2 separate regions of the Lactuca sativa genome follow, and region 2 is linked to region 1. Evidence: chromatin contacts called from public Hi-C data. All regions are on one chromosome and are shown on one strand. Each heading gives the region's core, a stretch centred on a gene start, on an enhancer-like site or on the middle of the called end of the contact. The rest is flanking DNA. Distances are from core to core; before and after follow the strand shown. Region 1 holds the start of LOC111921376 (lipoxygenase 1, chloroplastic). Region 2 holds the start of LOC111902717 (RING-box protein 1a).

Region 1 (4,943 bases), core at 1,717-4,216:
CACAAATCTAATGCAAACAATTACTTATAAATGATATCATTAATTGTGATCTACCTCTTTGTTATAATATACAGTCTCGGTTTCAATGCTTTGTTGCCTATCAGCTTGTCACATGGTAACACTTATTTATGAAATAACAAGTTCCTCAGAACCTGTCACGACTCATTACTAGTTATACCCTATTGCCTCTTATTACAATAATAATCATACCTTATAATATAATCACAATAGAATTAACTCATAAGCCATTAGCTAATTCTCTTTTAACGAGTATCTCTCAAATATTATGGTTTATAACCCTCACAGTTTTGACTAAATCTTTAATCATAAGATTTACTCATAATCTCACATATGGGTACGTAATAACACTATATCACGAACATCTGTAACATATATTCGGGTCTCTAAAGTCTCCTTATATATCATATATATCAAAATTACAAAGTAACAGGGTAGAGTATACCTCAACGAATCTTGTACGTGACCTCGTATCTTCCGTATAACGGTATATCTCCTTTGTTTAAATGACACGAAGTGTTCATATTTATAATCTAAGCATGCCACGTTGTGGGATATATGTGTTAGGTCGTGGTGGTCAAGTAAACCCCAATTTCTCCATGTGTCACACTCTCCCGCCAAGTGTCCCGATAACTTGCCTTATACCATGTCATGGTGAATCTTCTACCATATCCTGGTGATCATATTGCCATGTGTCGCTCTTTGGTTTACACGTGTCTCGGTGAGTCATTTATTTTCACGTCGTGGTAAACACACCACCATGTTATGGAAATCATAAAGTTGATAATTGACTTTGACTTCCGTTGACTTTCTCAAAATAGAAACATACTTTCATCTCAACATCAAACGGACATAACTTTCTCACATGAACTCCGTTTTTGACGATCTTTATATCCATGCATTCATCTTTAAAAAATATATCACTTTCTCAACTCCATTTTGCTAAAAAGCAATACCTTGTTTAAAGCAAATCTATGCTTTATTTTACTTACTAGTCTCACATCAATTTACCTCTTTCGAAATAATACGTGTTACGAAAAATAAGTGTTACATCATCAAAACCGAAATCTCATAACTACGAATGAAGTTGTTGCTTGAGGATTGATCTAGAAATGAGAAATGGTGTAATAATCTCAAAAAAGACATTAGATTTGATATATTGATTTCATATTAGAAGGATTTCACAAACCATAGACCATGTAATGAATAGATAAGAGAAAAATTATACCTTATGAAGCTAGGAGATTGTGATAATATGACTAGTTTTCACTAACTAAACTTGGAGACTCAAACAACAAGGAGGATGAGAAATCACCATCATCTAAGCTCTCCATAACTAAACAAAATAAATTGTTTAATTAATCAGGGGAGAAGAGTTTCTCATCTTAAGCAATTTTTTTTGAAAATGGCAAGAATGGTCCCTCTAGACTTTGCTTTTACCACGATTTGGCATGGAATACTAACTACTCCTTAAAAATTTATTTAAATATCATTTGACCAAAATTTATGACTTTCAAGTTCTATTTGGTCAATAAGAATAAAATCTTAACTTTTCTAAATTGACAACTTTGGTTCGTATAGCATAACTTTGTCAATTTGACTATCAAACTTATAAATAGAGTTATCAATATTTTTTACTATTGTTGAATTAAGTTATATCTAAATTTTTTTAATTAATTTTATTTTTTATTCATTTCTAATTTTTTTTCTAAAAAGGACAAAAACTTATATGTCAATTTGACGATGTTACATTCAACACTGACAAAAGAGCAAAGGTCAAACTGCTCAGTTATCTCCAAAACATTCGATGACCAAAGAAGAAAACAATTTTCCTAAGAATTCATTTTTTGTATAGAAAATTGAAGCAATAAAGAAGATGATGAAAAAGGAGATATAAAACCCTAATAATCGAAGGCTTTTTAAGAACACCAAAAGTTAGGATAATCATATTATTGTTAAATCAAATTAATGTGGTGAGATGGTTTGAATGCGGATAACAATTATGTGTCAAATATAGGCACGTATACCAACATAGAATAGATGCACCCATACAATTTACGTATGGTAATGTCATCTTTTGCACACTACCACAATTCAGATTAAGGATCAAGTGTAGACCCATATCAAAGCAAACAAAAAGCGATACCCAAAAGTATAGGCATAACCTACGAACATAGAGTTCCACTTCTTGCAAAATTTGGGAGACATGCGACCCATACATGTTCAAAATATATATTAACTATATAAAGACAAACCTATACTATCCAAATATACACAAACAACCAACTCATCACATACAAGTATATCGTATGTAAGATACTTACTCTCTATAATCTAAGTATTTCGTATTCATAAATACCTTTGTATGCAATATCATAACACATGATCATTTACCTTTGTACGCTGCACTTCACTCAAAATAATAACTTAGAGCATCTACACCGGGCATCTACACCGGTGCAAGTTTAACATCTTGCAAAAAAGCAACATGTGATTTGATAGATTAAAATAATATTATAAACCTACTTGCAACTTGCAAGTCTTTTAAATATTGAAAGATGAAGTCCTAAGTGGCAATCTATATATGCTTAGTGGCATTGCAAATTTTTTTTGAAAGGCCCGATGTGGATACTCTTAACTTTCACATAGTATTTTTAGGATAATCATAACCCTTTCTTTCGGGTTCACTTCACAAGTGATAGTGACAATGCTATTTACCCCAAGCCCAACTAACCTTGCCATGGAGATATAGGGTGATGTTTTGTCAACATCACTTGTGTTTAAAACCGTATTATTTTACTTTTCCTATAAGGTAAGGACTCACATGCATCTTTTAGCGGAATAGGGTTATAATTAGCATTTTTGTGAAACACAAGGACAAAAATGGGTCCTTTCAAATTCTTCCCCACTCTCCACGCACCTTCATCGGCCGCGTTTTGACTCGCAAAACCAGAAACTCGGTTTGACAAGAAATGTTTTTACTCCCCAAATCAGACCACCGATCTTCCAGTCTTCCTCACATATATATGAATGAAGACGAGAAAACGATGGAACGGAATAACTACGAGAAAGCGATCATAAATTCAAAAGTGTTAAACGTGGAGTGTGTGCGCAGTAGACTGACATGACTGGCCGGTGATTTCGTCATCTTCTCCACTTTTCTCATTCTTGTGTGTGTATATATATGTTGGACCCCCAAAGCATATTCTTTCATATCCACCAAACTCTGTTTTTCCCAATTTGTCTCCGTTGATTAAGAAAACCCACTTCAGTTTCATCCGGAATAAACTGGAATTAAGATGGCACTTGTAAAAGAAATCACGGGGTGTTCTATAGTGGAGAAGTCGTCATTTCTTGGTCACCAAAATCGGGTTCAATTTTCTGTAAACCCTGTTAGGTTTCCGCTTGATAAAACGAGGTCGAGGTCAAGTAGGTTGAAGAAAGGTGTTAGAACAACGAGTCCGGCGGTGGTGGCAGCAATCAGTGAAGATTTGGTCAAAATTGTGAGAATTGAAAAACCGGTCACGTTTAAGGTGAGAGCTGTGTTGACTGTTAGGAACAAGAACAAGGAGGATTTTAACGAGACAGTTTTGAGGAAAATAGATGCTTTTACCGATCAGATCGGGAGAAACGTTGTTTTGGAGCTTTACAGCAACGATATTGATCCAAGTAAGCCAACTGTTCGATGATATGCCTCTGTGAATCTTATCATTTTAATTCAAAGCCAAAACGATTAACAAAGAATGTTCTCGAATTGGGTTTTTCATTCTCTCTTACTAGATTACGTTATTAACTTTCTAATCAATTTCTATTTTTTGATCTTGAAGAAACAAGAGCTCCAAAGAAAAGCAAAGAAGCTGCGATTAAAGATTGGTCAAAGAAATCGAATCTAAAAACTGAAAGAGTTAATTACACCGCTGATATCTCGGTGGATTCAGAATTCGGAATCCCTGGAGCAATCACCATTACCAATAAGCATCAAAGCGAGTTCTTCTTAGAGACGATCACCATTGAAGGATTTGCATGTGGTCCTGTTCATTTCCCCTGTAATTCATGGGTTCAATCCACCAAAGATCATCCAAAACCCAGAATTTTCTTCTCTAATCAGGTAAATTCAAGACTTTTCCCACATACATACATTCCTAGTCAAATCTTGATTATTTTTAAGTCGTTATTATTCAACTAGTAAAAACCAGCAGCCAAAGAATCCTAAAATAAATCAAGAAAGTCAAGATTCAAACTTTCAAAGTCAAACCTTAAATTTCCATCAGATAACTTATCACAAGTTGAATATTCCCTGGTCTTTAAAAAATACCCAATTTGGATTCAAAGTCTTTCGCTTTCATTAATCAAATTATAACTTTCTTTTTTCCTATTTGCAGCCATATCTGCCTAATGAAACTCCATTAGGATTAAAGTCTTTAAGAGACAAAGAGCTTAAAGATTTACGAGGTGATGGAGATGGAATCAGAAAGTTGTCAGATCGAATCTATGATTACGATGTTTATAATGATTTGGGAAATCCCGATAGAGGAAATGACTATATTAGGCCTTCACTTGGAGGTGATAAAATCCCTTATCCAAGAAGATGCCGAACTGGACGTGTACCTAGTGATACTGGTATATTTATTTATATAAATATAAATATAAATTTTATGGTTATATTCATTTGATATATAATATATATTTTATTATTTATAGATATTAAAGCTGAAAGTCGTGTGGAGAAGCCATTACCGATGTATGTTCCAAGAGATGAACAATTTGAGGAGTCAAAAGCAAATGCATTTTCAACAGGGAGATTAAAAGCTGTGTTACATAATTTATTGCCATCAATAGTGGCAAGTATTTCTAAAAAACACGACTTTAAAGGGTTTTCACAGATCGATAGTCTTTATAGTGAAGGAGTTCTTTTAAAATTAGGG
Region 2 (5,048 bases), core at 918-3,417, 520 kb before region 1:
CATCCACGTCATTAAGCACTATAGTTAATAGCTTCAAAAGTAAATGTAAATAGATAGAGTGAAAAAGCTGATACATGGTAATTGTTGATATTGTAGCACAAAGCACACTCGTGGTAGATCAAGAAACTTTTGGAGGAATCTTGGGTAAGCAAATAACATATATGCATATCTAACATCTCTCAAAAACTTAACCAATTTCATTAAATATGAACCAACCCCCTACTAATCATAAACTCTTTTTCTTGGAAAACTTAAATAAATCAGGAAAAAGCTCGGTTCCATCTTATTATGTTGTTGCTATTGTGGTTGTTGCAAGACAAAAAGCAACTGTAGATGCTGCCCGTCAGCAAACTGTTGTTGCTGTTTTGGCAGCACCCAACAGAAGAAGACACGTATCTCGGGACACTGTAAGTGTCCCGAGATAAACTGTAGTTGCAATCCATCATGCCCCAAATGTTCATTTTCTTGTTGTTGTTGTAACCCGTGTTCATGCTTTTATTGATATATTTAAACGTACGATATGGATATTTTTCTAGTTGATTTTAGATTCTTTGCATAAAAAACTTTAAAACATGCTACAAATTACACAATCCCATGATATTCCTTCATTACGACATTAACAAAAATACAAGTATTTCCATTAGCAAATGCCCGCTGCCATTATCTAGTGACCGTATTTCTGGAACTCCCACTCGCTATTATCTACAGAAATAAAAGTTGAAACAATTTTATATTTTAATAAAAAAATAAAATAAAAAAAAAGTGGTGTGTGGTGTGTAAATTGTTATTATTAAAGGAAGAAATAGAATGATGGTTGGGTACCAAGAGGGCAAACTTGACGTGTTTTTAGCCAGCGGCTAATGCAGTGGAAATGGAAAGCATGGTTACATACACCTGTCAAAATATCAACAAGCATTGTAGGCTATATTCAAAACAATGAAACATAATATTTAGTCTCATAGTCTCTACAAATTAATGTAGAATAACTAAAACATCTTTATAGAAAACAATGCTTATTTTGTTTCAATAAGTATTGTAAGCATGATTATGGCTATAAACATACTTCTTAAGAGAATTTTACAAAAGTAGCCAAAATAAGCATATTTCATGGTCATAAGAGGAAAACTAACTAAAATATTTAATTTTTATACCAACACACTATTGGGCTGGAGGACTGGATATGGGCCGAAAATAAGCCTATTTCATAGTCCATATTGGGAAATTAGCTAAATCCACAAGTGGCCTAAATCAACTGCTATGGATAAAATTGGCTAAACTTATTCAGATTATTTTTGCTATATTTGTATCTTTTTCTTTTACTAAAGATCTGAAAACAATTAATGCTCATCTATGGCAAAATTCACAGCAAATTATCCAGAGCACTCATTCCCCTTTCACAAGTTCTTGTGATTCCTCCACTTAAGAAAACTGATTAATCCACATAAGGTATGCACCTTTATAGCTATCATATAACTCAGTAAAACATGTATTTTATTTTATGTGGATGGATTAAATTCTTAAGTGCAAGAATCACACCCCTTTCACAAAAATTGGGGAAAAAGTACACTTAGAGTACAACGATTTTAGGATCCTCAACGATATTCACAAACACATAATTCAATACATAACAAACACGGATATGAGAATACTATTGGAAAAAATTAGGGTTCAGGGACGAAAGCTTACCCCAAGCCACAGTACACTCCTCGCTAGTAGCGCTGGCCTGATTAGCTTGGCACTCGATACCTGATCAAAATTCAAAGCAACACATAAGTGATAAGACTACAGCGATCGAACGAGTGGAATTGATTTTTTTAGTAAACTACACTCACATAGATCCATGATGTGGTTTCTACAGATCGCGCAATTGTCAACCACGATATCTGCAGGAAGAACATCAAATCGTTATTGAAATCACAACAGACGGAAAATCAGAATTAGGAATTTGCAAAACAAACCCCAAGCCCAAAGTGCGACAGCGTTCCACTTCTTGATTTCAAAACGCTTGGGTTTCTTCGAAGAAGAAGAGGCCACGGCTGAAGATGAAGAAGGTCCTGGAAGACTAGATGCGTCACTGGCCGGAACCATCGTCACGTCGGAATCCATTGACGTCTACGGTCGCCGGGAAATTTGGCTAGGTCAAGAGTCTAAAGAAACAAATTAATTTCTGGTGGATTGATAGTGATTTAAAGTTTAAACCCTCGGGATTTGGCTCAATTATTTACTATTCTGGTCCCTGAACTATTTCTAACAATTCAGTTTTTGTCTACGATAAATTATATCTAATTCTTTCGCCCTTAATTGGAATGAAAATCTCTATGACATGATCGATGTTACAACTCATAAATGAGAACTTGACATCTAGAAAAATCAAAAATTCTTTCGCCCTTTATTATTTATGGTATCAAGTATATCTTTTAAATTGAAAATTTAAACGGCCTAATTACTGATCTAAGCCAATTTAAGAAAGTAATTAATCATTTTTAACCAAAAATTAGGAATTGTCTCAAAATAACCCACGAAACTGTAGGTTTTTAAAATCGTCTACTGTTTCGTGCTTAATATCAATGTTTTGAAAACCGGACCGGAGATCGAACCGGTCGTTTTACTGGTTCGATGGTTCAAGTGGTCCAGCCGGTCGAACCGATCTAAAAACCGGAAAAACCGGATGATGTCATAATTATATTTAATTATATAAAAAATACAAAAAATAAAAAATATATATATATTTTTTAAAATTTCCGGTTTTGACCGGTTCAACCGGACCGGTTGTTACTGGTTTTCACCGGTTCACACGAATACCAGTTTTTTTGGCCTTTAAAAACCAGATCCGGAAATGGTTCCCGGTTGAACCGGCAGGTCCGGTCTAGTTTTCAAAACATGACTTAATATAAAAAAAAATCATTTTGAAGATATAAAATCGTAGGATTTTTTAAAACCTACGGTTTTCTCTCTATAAAATACGATTTCCCAAACCGTAGCTTACGATTTTGGGTTAAATTTACGGTTTTTTTATGAAAACTACGGTTTTGTGTTGAAGTCTACGGTTTTGGGTTAAAAAACTACGGTTTTGTGCATTGTGGACTTGTACACCGTAAGTTTCGTAAGAAACCTACGATTTTAATTTTTTTTTTCGGTTTTTTCAAAAAAAAAAAGGTTATCCTCATATACAAAAACTACTCATAATCAACAATACGGTAAATTTTTTAATTAAAAATGGACGTATCTCGTTGTTCTTCGAGTGCTCTATTGAGAAAAAATAGTAGACAATGGAAGAAAAAATGAGGAACAAGTAACATAAAGTGAAAAATAAAACATTATATACTATGGATCAATGGATCACACAACAGTAGATGGGCCACGAAAGAGTAGTCCATTGCGACGAAATAGTAGTTTTCCAAGGTTGACTGTAGTCAACTCTCGTTGACCGTAGCCAACCCTAACCTATCTACTATTTTGTGGGCTAGGTTTGGCTAATGTGTTTTTTGGCTAATTTTAGATAGGTAATTAATATATTTAGCTAGTTTCCCCCAATTTAAACTATAATTATCTTCATAAATGGATAAGGTTGTTTAAAATGGAATAATTATCTAAAAATGGCATAAAAACAAATTACTATTAAAAATTTTGTGACATGATATTACGGTCACAACTCACAAATGAGAATTTCACAATTAGGAAAATCATAAGGTTTAGAAAAATATAATATGTTGTTGATATGTTAAGTTTTATTTTTTCATCTTCCATTTCATTTCATTTCAAAATAAATCAATAAATATCGATGGAAGACAACCGACAACAAGTTACACCGCTAGTCAGTGGCAAATGTAGAAAGTTTGAGTAGTGGTGATACTAAAAAAAATTCAAACAAATCTAAAATAGTAGTGATATTTATATTTTAAGACGTTGCACCTAATAGAAAAAAAAAATTACATTAACGGTCGGAATCGGAGTGGTGGCCCAGGGCACCCTGGTACCACATAAGTCTGCCACTGTCGCTAGTCCTTTCTGGATTGCAAAACTAATTTTTTTAAAAACAATATTCGTGGATCTAGAAGATATAACATTACTATGCATAACCCGTTGGACTCTGTTGAATAATTTTAGCGCCTCTGGTGCGAGAATAATTTCAATGCATGCATTCCCGTGTTTTGTCACTTTTCATGCGACGATTTTCAAAGCAGCATTTCTTGCTGTGAAAACCTCACTCCTCAAACCCACGAGAGGGGAGACCCTAGTAAGATCCATATAAGCGTGTTTCCCTCATATCCATCCAAATACTAAAATATCAGTCGACGTAAATATGAATCTTCCATCCAACAGGTCGGTCAAAAAATTTAAAACCGCTTCTTTCTGGATGGAAATATCAGCACACCGACATATATCAAAGAGAACATCCCTAACTGCATCATATCGATACTTGAAGCTAAGGAGTTATCTACAATGAACTACATGTTCCCTAAAAGTGTCCAAGCATGTCTTGCAGTAAACTAGACATATCTAATCAATCAGGAATAGAGGAATGATGAGGCAGGATCGAAGGATGGTACAGTATGCCACAGAAGACATATGTTGGCTGAGGGCATCGATATGAATAATTAGCAGAAAAATTTATTTATTATTTCTTTAACTTGGATTATTTCTTTTAATTATAAATTCAGTTATTAATTATTTTCGTAAATAGAAAATATTGTTTTCAACCAAGTAATTATCTAAAATCGTTTTAAAAGTGAAAACACAACAACAATAGACGTCTATTTCAATGGTGTAAAGGCGAGGTGGATGTTGGCGGTTATTTTTACACCTAATAGTTGTATAACTATTTCATATTTCATCTAGATAATAAAACACAATTAAAATTAAAACGATTCATTACTAATTACATTCAATGTAGTTTTTTTTAATGTTTAATTACATTATCAATATAGTCTTGCATATCAATTAATAATGATTTATTTTTTTAATCACACGCATGTTAAGCATATTTTAAGGGAGAATTTGATATATGCCCTTTTTAAACATCAAAATATCATATTTATTCAACTTAA

Evidence for each region. A called contact is a pair of places that touch in the nucleus more often than the background predicts.
Region 2: a contact with region 1 is called in a Hi-C map of seed, with 4 times the contacts expected there. The contact joins the promoter of LOC111902717 here to the promoter of LOC111921376 in region 1. A contact is called at or near these places in 2 of 4 Hi-C or Micro-C datasets (leaf and seed).

What each region holds. Positions count from the first base shown.
Region 1 is chr4:163,023,131-163,028,073 of Lsat_Salinas_v11, reverse strand. It overlaps LOC111921376 (lipoxygenase 1, chloroplastic), which reads left to right and starts at 2,966. Exons shown (of 7, transcript XM_023916937.3): 1 at 2,966-3,687; 2 at 3,846-4,126; 3 at 4,401-4,638; 4 at 4,720-4,943. The coding sequence starts at 3,318.
Region 2 is chr4:163,543,723-163,548,770 of Lsat_Salinas_v11, reverse strand. LOC111902717 (RING-box protein 1a) reads right to left here and starts at 2,167. Exons shown (of 5, transcript XM_023898531.3): 1 at 1,959-2,167; 2 at 1,833-1,883; 3 at 1,687-1,746; 4 at 823-894; 5 at 528-702. The coding sequence starts at 2,106. The coding sequence ends at 665. LOC111902716 (guanine nucleotide-binding protein subunit gamma 4) reads left to right here. Exons shown (of 5, transcript XM_023898530.3): 4 at 97-144; 5 at 265-545. The coding sequence ends at 502.